2 separate regions of the Gossypium hirsutum genome follow, and region 2 is linked to region 1. The links are chromatin contacts, called in public Hi-C maps. All regions are on one chromosome and are shown on one strand. Each heading gives the region's core, a stretch centred on a gene start, on an enhancer-like site or on the middle of the called end of the contact. The rest is flanking DNA. Distances are from core to core; before and after follow the strand shown.

Region 1 (5,222 bases), core at 402-2,901:
CTTAAACCTAGGAATCTATAATATAAAAGTAATATATTTTAAATAATAAAATGAAAGTTTAAATCCTAAAAAAAAAAAATATCACTCTTGAGCACCTCTACATTCTCCTCGTGACCGTAATCATCTGAGGGTTAGTTTAGCAATACTTTTGAAAATTGTTTTTGAGAGGTGCAGTGAAAAAGTGGTTTTGAGAAATTTGATTTAAAATTTGAGTGAGCATTAATGTCAAAAAGTGCTTTTCAGAAATAATATGTCCATTTTAGACATGTTATTATCAAGTAATAAATATGTATTTAAATAATATTTAAATTAGTTAATATTATTATATTTTAGTAAGAATATAAAAAAATTATAACTTGTTGTTAATAATTTAATTTATAAAATATAAATTTTAAATATTTTTAAGCAATAAATAATAAATATTTATAAAATTTAATTAGAATATATAAACTATATTTTAAATATTTAAATATAACCATTAAATATTTGTAATTAATATTTTAAAAAATATTGTTTTTATTTTTAATTAATGATTTTAACATATTTGTAATTAAGTATCAACAAAAAAAAAGGAGAAAGTACTATTTTATTAGAGGGGTGAAAAAATAATTAAGCACCAAAAATACTCTTTGGGAGAATAAAAATTAAAAATTTAAACTTCAAACAACTTATTTAGTATAATATTACTTCTAAAAGCACTTTTAGAATTAGAAATGAAATTTTTAAAAGCCTGAGTTTGATTGAGACATTGTCGGGTTTTAGCATCTTATCCTGGGCTGCTCCACTGAAAACTCTTCAAGCCCACAATTTTTTGGTGAAAAGGACCTGATATAGAGCTATGGGTACCCAAAACTTTGGTTATAATTGATTCAATGAAGTATAACAAACTAACAATCAAACATTAATTTATTATGAAAGATTAATCACGTACAATTCTTTTAACTTTACCAAACAAAATAATATTAGTATATATTTGATTGGGTATTCATTATTGACATATATTTAAAAAAAAAATTACAAATGTATTCCAGATAATTAAGAGATGAGAGGAGTAATCACCATTTAATGATTTTATATTAAAAATAAATAACCACCTATACATATAGTGAGTATATAAAATAAAAGAGCTTCTGGAATGAAAAGAGATGGATAAATTGAATTCTATGTAATGAATCTAGCTATTTATGTAGATTGGAGATCCTTTAGATAACAGTAATAAATATGTTGAGATAGAGATAGAATCACCAAAAGCCTAGCATGAGGAGCGGAAAGAAAAATGTAGCCAAAGACAACCTGCCGACGACCACTTATCATGATGGGAGGAGGAAGAGTCGGCAAGTCATCCTTGGCTACACCATCCTTTCTAGGCCTAAACGCTAGGCTGCTGGTGAATATAACATAATTACATATATATTAAAAGGCAAAAGGAAATAGAAAAGGAGGATGATGACGAAACAGTGAGTGAAAGGAAGATCAGGGGGGATGAGGTTGATGAGCTGAGGCTCATATATATATATATATAGAAAATGAAAATGCTGAAATGGGGGATGATGTTGATATTTGGGGTAAAAATTGTAACAATAATTATCTAGGATCGAGGTGATGAGGACAGCTAGCTGAACGGGAGATGTTATATATTTGGTCCCAGTAGTCGTAGAATTTTGTGATAAGGTTTCTTCACTTCTGTCCCCTTCTTTCACTATCCCATGCTCAGCTAGTAAATATTTATATCACCATGTTAAATCCTTTTCTCTACTCCGAGTTGGGACAGCTTTAATCCCAACTAAATTGTCCATATTAAATGTAAGTGTAAATATAAATATTTAATTTAGTAAAAAATTCCAAAAAAGAAACAAATATTTATAAACATTAGTTAAGGGGCCTAATGTTTGGTTTAAGTAATTTTAGATCCTTGGGTTTTCTCATCATCTTATATTTCCATTAATGTTAAAAGATTACGAAATACAATACCACATATTCCTTAAAGCAATATATATTAGATTCTCATGATAATTTGAGATTTTTAACTTTATTTCATTTTGCTTAAACTAAACCAAATAATAAAAAATTAATGAATTAATTTCTTCGGTTATTTGATATATATTTTCAAGTAACATTTTAATTATATTTATTATAAGTTGAGAAAAAAAAAATATTTTATTTGTTATATATATTTTGTCTATTTCGTTGTGATTATAATGTTAAATTTATAATATGCTACCATTCTTTTTTTTATTTTATTTTATAAATTTGGTCAATTTTGCCCTAAAACTATAACAATAACATGACTTAATATTTAAGGATATTTTGGATTTGCTGACAAGGTTGAGGTATTAGAATCTTGATTTCTAGGTTTGAATTTTGTTATACTTGTGCGGGTTCTTTTTAAAATTATTTTGGGTTTAAGTTTCATCATGTGTAAGTTCTATTTAGAGTTATTTTGGTCTAAGTTCAGATATATTTTGATTTTCAATATGTTGTTGTTTGCATTGAGTTAATTCTGCTTCTAGTTGATTAAATATTGTATTATTTACAACTTGTAATTTACTTGTAAAATCCTTAAAAAGTGTTTTAATATAAAAACATTTTCTTTCTTTCTTTTTTTTCGTGACCAAATAGAAGCCTTAACTACTTATTGCTCTTCCTCAATTTTAGTTTATTTATTTAAAAGGAACAAAATGCATTAATTTATTAGTAAAATAAAATACTATAAGCTTAAACCATTGTGTAGTAAAGAATAAAAATATAAGCAAATTTTACAAGGATAATTTAATAAAATGTGTTTTTAGATAATTTTACATTTTGTCAACCAAACAACAAAATTTTATATTCCAGTTATACGAGCTAAAAAAAAGTAATATAATATATCTGGTAATGTGATAAGTAATCCTACATTCTAGTAATTCTATTCAGGGGTGGAGCTAAGGAAAGCGGGTAGTGGCCCTGACCTCCCTAAAATAAAAATTTTCACCTTTGATCCTTTTATAAATTATAAAATTTTAAATTAGTATATGATAAAATTGTACTTTAGTCCCCTAAAAAGAGAAATTCTGATTTAATCTTTTAAAAATTATAAAAGTATAGGCTATTAAAATAGTAAAATTATAATTTTGCTCTTGTAAAAATATATAACTCAATTGCGACCCTCTCAAAACTTTTTTTGACTTCACCCCTCATCCTATTACTATAAAGATAATCTTATATTCCGTGAACCAAATATTCCCTTAATCTTATTATTATTTAGGTTGAGATTTGTTTTAATCTCATTCATGGATGAAGATAATGTTGTAAATTGATTTTTATCTTAAATAATGGGAGAATTATTTCAGTTAAATTAATTAGTTTATTGGATACTATAAATAGCTGCAATCATCTTAGGACTGATTAGGCTTCTTTAGGCTTTAGAAGTGTTGCAATAACCTAAAGATTGGCTGCTCTTAAATTGGTAGCTATGTTGTTGGTTTAGTAGTGGATATTTTTTGGGCGTAAAGCAAAATATTCGTATATTGCAATATCCTTAACAACTTTATTAACACCGACAGGCATAATCAAGTTGATCACCATAATGGTTTCTATTGTTCAGAATCGGCATAATAGTATGATTGAAAGAGCTATCATTGCTCAAAATTTTAGCGGCTTCCAACTGTTGTCTTTTTGTACCTTCAAATTTGTTCTTTTACTTAAATACTACGATATTGCTTCTTTTTGGCAGTTGGATTATAATAAGAAATGGATTAATATCATTCATAGACGCACCGAAACAGGATGGAAGTTTTAATCAGTTTTTGAAGACGTCAAACTCCTCCTTCAATATGTTAACATTGGACATCGAAATCATTAAGGAAAGAGGCAAGATAACAGACTACGAGTGCCTCCAAAGCTTTCATTAGTTTTTGATAATAAAAAAAATCAAACTTATCAATAACACAATTTAATTAAATAGTAGACTTTCCTATTAAGTCTTAGCTTGATTGGTATAAGTATTATTGTAACACCCCAAACCCAGTCTAGACGTTATGGTTGAATCTAGAGATGTCACAAAGAAGGGTTTTGAAAAACGGGGTCGTTACGGTAAATCATTTCAGTTTTATAACTCAGATTCGTTTATATCTATTGCCAAAAACGTAATTTAATTGGTTTATTTGACAAAACATAACTTACAGTGGAAGTCATAGAAAACGTTATTTTTGGAAATCCCATTTGTAATTTTGGAAAACCTTTGTTTTAGTAAAAACCATGTTTTTTAGATATCCGTCGCAAATAAAATGAAAAAACGAAGTCCAAATCCCAAAATAAAATCAAACAGTCCGAAGAGTCCATAAATTATAAAACTCCCAAAAAAATCCTTAATTAAATAAAAAAACCATGAGCTTAAATAGTTACGAACTTGTGGTCACCGTGAGGCTCCGTCACACCGATCCTCCTAAGTCTGTGGATTACCTTAACAGAACAGACAAACAGATATGAGTTTTCGTAGACTCAGTGTGTAACCCAACAGAAATAGGCATGCAATACATACAAAAATCTCATACATAGTCAGATACAAATTCGGACTCATGTCCATTTTAGATACAGATATCAGAATCAGATAGGCAGTACAGTTATGCAAAATCCTACCCCCATCCTCTACATACCATCTCTGACCAGCCCATCACACCATATGAGATTATAAACACCCATTCATCCCTACACACCATATAGTGTCGATGCGACACGTTACAGATAATATGCAGTCAAGCTGTCACAATATAGGCGAAGTGTCGCCGTACAGATCACGTCCTCCACATATGCAAAACCCACCCTAGTCACAGATACAGTAATATCATGCATAACATGCTCATATACAGATGTCATGTATACATATCAGAATAATCAGAGATGCATACAGTGTCTTACTCAGAGCAAAATATCAGATTATCAGATCACATAATTTTAGGGTTTGATTAGCCATTACTGACCCTAAGGTAGGCCCACAATCGATCGGAACAACCCGTGTGACCCTAGGGAAAAATTCAGAATGATGGACCCACATGTCCGTATGCCCCACATAGCCTGGCCCAAACCCACAAGTCTGTGTGGCATACCCGTGTGGCCTACACGCCCATCTTGGCCTGGACCATGTGGCCCACACGACCACACCCACACCACCACACAGTCGTGTCATGCGCAAATCCGCACTTTCGTCAGACACATGGTCGTGTCTAGTACACATCCAACCACAC
Region 2 (5,161 bases), core at 1,364-3,863, 52 kb before region 1:
TAAATCCACCTTAAGATGCTTTATTTTGCATTGGATGCTAATTGTGAAATATCGCACCGTGATTGTCCCAAAAGATTTTAAATAATAGAAGGTTAAGATATTTTACTTGATTCATAACTCAAAGAATTTCAAATGTGATAGATGCAATCACTGGATATTCAATTTTAGTGGAGGAGTGGGTAATGATAAGTTATTTATTTGAGGATGAAGAATAAAACCACTTGTGAAACTATGATAAGTGTGATCATTTACCCAGTCAAGATCTGTGAAAATATAAACAACATTTATGGTTTTGTCATCATTTTCAAATCTCCTTAACCATTCCATCTCTCATCTCTTTGTCATCTAAATGGCCCATGCTATACTCATTTCTTGTCTCGCACCAGCAAGTGCACCAACGTGATCTCCAACATCAGGTTTCATAAATGTATGGATAATAGAGCATACGTAGACTGAAAAATTTTTGTTCTCAGCAAACTAAATACCAAGTCTTGTAAGGAAAAATATTGGAGTTTCCAAATAGCTCTTTGATATATAGTAATGTTAGGTCTCATAAATGTATGGACAATGGAACATGCGTAAATCGAAAAATATTTGTTCACAGCAAACCAAATACCAAGTCTTGTACGGAAAAATGACATTAATAGGGTTAAACTCATCTTAAAGTTTATAATGGCGAGAGGAGTTCATTAGAGTAAGAACTGTTGTGTTTCCTTACATTTTTATGTCACTTAGGATTGATTTGTGACAAGAATAGATCATATGTAATTGGTATTACTTTAACCCAAGAAAAAAAATCAATGAATAAGTTTTGAATCTAGTACCCTTAGTATTTTCGTCTATGTAAATTATTATTGTTTTGAACAAATTGATTTAATAAAATATTCATTAATTACATTAATATTCTTTATTTTGATTAAACTCTTAAAAACTGATTTTATATAGAAAATAGATTAAAAAACTAATAAATAATAATATTAATTAAAATTTTATTTTTCCCGTATTGTCTATATTTAATCTCAATAAAAGTTATTCAACCAAAATAAAATCTCAATAAAAGTATTTATTGAATTGAAAATCTAATTAACTTTTTCTCAAAACACTTAATTTACCCTTATTAAAATTGTAAAATAACTAAATTACCCCTATTAATTTCAATGACTCCCAAATGGAGCTAGTTTTATATCATGTATAAATTTATTCAGAAAGTAAATAAATTTCCTAACTCAATAAAATATTTAAATACGTAATTATATAAAAATAAATAATTAAGTTAAAAAAGAATCTTATACCATCTCAATTATTATACAAAATATTAATGTTAAATTAGATAAAATAACAGTAGCATATAAAAATGAAAAATAGAAGGTAAGGTTGCTTTTCAAAAAGAAATGAGTTAATTACATTAAACATCTCAAAACTATGATTTTATTTTTAAATTGGTTCTCAAACTTTATAATATTCTAATAATATCCCTAAACTATTGATATTATATCAGTTAAGTCCTTCAATTGTTAAAGCCACTAATTTAACCGTGGAATGACATGTCAAAATCTTATGTGATATGATTTAAAATGAAAATTAAAGAAAGTAAAATATTATTGTACAGTAAAAATTAAAAATAAAATAAAACTGAAAATAAAAGGTAAGTAATAAAACTTTTGTAAAAGCTTTGGAAACCTTAAAACCAAGATGTTTATAACATCTATTTTTCTTTAAACTTTTCATTTAAACTATGTCATATAAGATTTGACATCTCATTTAATGGTTAAACTAGTGGTTTTAGTAATAGAAGGACATTATTGATATAATCTCAATAGTTTGGGGGATGTAATTAGAATATTCTAAAGTTTCAAGACCAATTTAGAATGAAGGTTATAATTTGGGGATATATGGTGCAATTAGCTCAAAAAAAGTTGAAAAAGAAAATAAGTAGAAAAAACGGGTAAACTATACTCAAGGTCACTAAACTATTAATGAGTTGACATTTTGGTTACTCTACTTCAAAAAGTTACAAAATGGTCATTGAACTATTCAAAAGTTTTCATTTAAGTCACTAGGCTATTAAAATCGTTGTTGTATGGCCTTCTCTGTCACACCACTTGCACCAATTGAAAACTTTCATTTCCCTTTTCTTCTATAGTTCAATTATTTTCATGAAATAATTTTGAATATCACAAATATGTGAACCAGAATCCAAACAACTTTCTTCTTTCTCTAACATTAACTATTAATCGATTTGGGTCTAAGATATGTTCTTCTAGTCGTCGATGGTATTGATCCACTAGATCGATTCTTGAATTGTAGCTTAGAGCGCTCTAGCTGAACTTTAAAAAAAAAATAACAGCCCGTTAATTTGAATAAAAATGTTTAAATAGTTAAGTTACTTAAATGAAAACTTTCAAATAGTTCAGTGATCATTTTGTAACGTTTTGAAGTTAAGTGACCAAATCATAAATTTACTAATAATTTAGTGACCTTTGATGTAATTTTTTTTAAAAATAAGCTGGCCCACAAAAGTAATGAATGACGTGTCAAAGAACCTACCTTTTATCCATTGTATATCCGAAACTGCCCTTTACTTTTGTAATATCTAAAGTCTGATTCCACGTGTCACAAAATTCACTTATCACGTACATCTCCTTACCACCATAAAAACCGACCAATATTAAAAAAAAAAAAAAGGCAAGACAAAGAACCTTATCCAATACGTTTTGACATGAAAATTTTCCAGTCACAACACATCATCAAGCGTTAGATTCACATCAAGACAAACCAGATCGACGGTTAAAGTCCATCCTTAGACCTTCAAAAAACCAACAAAGAAAGAGAAAGATAAAAGAAGCAACTTTTGCTTAAAAACGCTTCATTTTCATATTCGGTATTTTAATCTCCGTTCGGGAATAAAGCTTAGAGTTTCAATTTTGAATCTGAATTTCTGTTTTTGTTGTTAGAAAAAAAATATAGAAATATTAAGCATGGCTGAAGTTTTGGGGAAGTCAAATCTGTTTACAGCTTGTAACTATAGTCAGAAGAAGCATCAAGAAGGTGGCGTTCCTTTGTTTTCCAGGAGAATCTCTGTGTTTTGTTTGAGAAAGAATAGTTTTCCTTCTTTGAGGTTGGAACCTCAAGCTTTGAGGAGTGGTTTTAATGGTCAAAGAGTGGTTTTTTTAGAGAAAAGAAGTCTAAATGAGAGAAGGTTCTGTCGAGTTCCCATTAAAGCACAGGTTGGTTTAATTAACTTTTTTTAAAAAGAAAAATTTAGAACTCTTTTTCTGGTCCAAAGGTGTGGGTATTTTCTGATTTATTTTATGAACTTTTTTATTTTGAATTTCTCTGTAATTTTAGCTATAGGTAGTTCTTAGTTTAGTTTTCACATGCCAAAGGTCAAATCTTCATATAGAAATTTTACTTCCATTACCAAATAGATTTTTCCTTTTTTGGAAGGGTTATTTAGTATGATTTTTTATGTTTAACAGTCCTTTTTCCCTGTACTTTGATCTGTTGCTGAGGATCAAAACGAAACATTCTAATTGGTTTCTCTCTTTTATTTTCTGGTATTGTTCAACGAAATTAGATGCAAACTGGGCTTATTGGTAAAACTCAAAAGTGGTGGGAGAAGGGGAATCAACCAAATATGAAAGAAGTGACATCTGCACAAGACCTGGTGGACTCACTTTTGAATGCTGGGGATAAACTTGTTATAGTGGATTTCTTCTCTCCTGGTTGTGGTGGCTGCAAGGCTCTTCATCCCAAGGTATAATAATATAGACTTTTGAAGTTTTTTTTATCTATTTTCTTTTGCATAGTTGTGCTAATGGTGAATTTGGATGTTGGGATTTTCCAGATTTGCCAATTGGCAGAGATGAATCCGGATGTGCAGTTCCTTAAGGTGAACTATGAGGAGCATAAATCCATGTGTTATAGCCTTAATGTACATGTGTTGCCTTTCTTTAGGTTCTATAGAGGAGCTCAGGGTCGTCTATGCAGCTTTAGCTGCACCAATGCCACGGTTAGTCTTGTTTCTATCCCTCCCTTGTGATGCAAAATTTATCAGATACGTTTTAGTAATTAGAATGAAATAAACCCACTGGTCCCTTTGGATCATTTGATTTTGATGACCATGGTGCATCTTAGTTATCAGTTGCTTGTGTTATTGATGAGGCTCTGCTAGTTTTGCTCCTTCAATGCAACTGGTTTTGTATCTTAACTGTTTGTCAATTGTTGTTTATGTTTTACCATCATATATGTTCTAACCACAATGATAATCCCACAGATCAAAAAATTCAAAGATGCATTGGCCAAGCACTCACCAGACCGATGCAGCCTTGGGCCGACAAAAGGTCTCGAGGAGAAGGAGCTTTTGGCATTAGCTGCCAACAAAGACCTTTCCTTCAACTACACACCGAAACCAGTTCATCCTGCACCGGAAGAAATTCCGGTGCTGAAAGAAGTTCCATCCGGTTCATCCTTCAAGCTAAAAGAAAGCGAGGAGAAGACCTTGATTGGTGTGGGGAGATGATCGTCAGGGATAGTTTTTGCCAACCCCGTTCCCACTGTACAGTTACTATAGTACTATCTCCATGTTCGGTTTTCATGTTCTAATATATGTTCATGTAAGAAATGAACAACATAGTAGAGGTGAAGCCATTAGGTATCGTCTTCCTTTTGGAGTTGCAGGCTATTGGATTTATTTTTTGGGGATCCCAGCCTGCTTGATTGAAGCATGTTTGAAGAGCAACTAGCTTTATGTGTATGTTATGGTGGTTGTCATTTTTAAGGATAAACCACTTATGTGAAAGTAAAATATATGGTTCATATTGTATGGTTTAAAATATTATAGAAAAGTAAAAGCAGTTTTATAAATTTCATTGCATTTATGTGTTCTTGTTACTTTTTTGGATATGGTTGAAGAAGTGGGCATCCCTGAAAAGGACAACTCAAGGGCAATGCATTTACTCTCTTTGTGTACTCAGGTATCAGATCTTGTACTGAAAAACGAAGCTGTCCTCGGCCACTTATCCTCTGTCATAAACCCAAAAATATCCGGTTGGTTTTGGATGGTATAGAACTCGTGGAAGCTTCAAGAATTGTTTGAAGAATTGCCAAGTCTGTTCGCATCATCTTCAACCGCTGTTTAATAATTTGTAGGAATTTTGTC

What was found. Hi-C and Micro-C count contacts between places; a contact is called where the count stands out from the background.
Region 2: a Hi-C map of leaf shows a contact between it and region 1, with 1.8 times the contacts expected there. The contact joins the promoter of LOC107961887 here to the enhancer-like site in region 1. A contact is called at or near these places in 12 of 34 Hi-C or Micro-C datasets (anther, callus, fibers and 1 more).

What each region holds. Positions count from the first base shown.
Region 1 is chrD11:54,783,545-54,788,766 of Gossypium_hirsutum_v2.1, reverse strand. No RefSeq gene overlaps it. Among protein-coding and RNA genes, the nearest start is that of LOC121223903, 46 kb to the left of the region's middle. Within about 2 kb of position 1,651, at least 2 of the 9 cell types and tissues checked have an H3K27ac peak or open chromatin away from gene starts, as enhancers often do. A contact at or near this core is called in leaf, where this site is marked.
Region 2 is chrD11:54,836,230-54,841,390 of Gossypium_hirsutum_v2.1, reverse strand. It overlaps LOC107961887 (thioredoxin-like 1-1, chloroplastic), which reads left to right and starts at 2,613. Exons shown (of 4, transcript XM_016898050.2): 1 at 2,613-3,227; 2 at 3,578-3,757; 3 at 3,848-4,012; 4 at 4,277-4,866. The coding sequence starts at 2,979. The coding sequence ends at 4,522. It overlaps LOC107963080 (U-box domain-containing protein 9), which reads left to right. Exons shown (of 2, transcript XM_041104147.1): 2 at 1-30.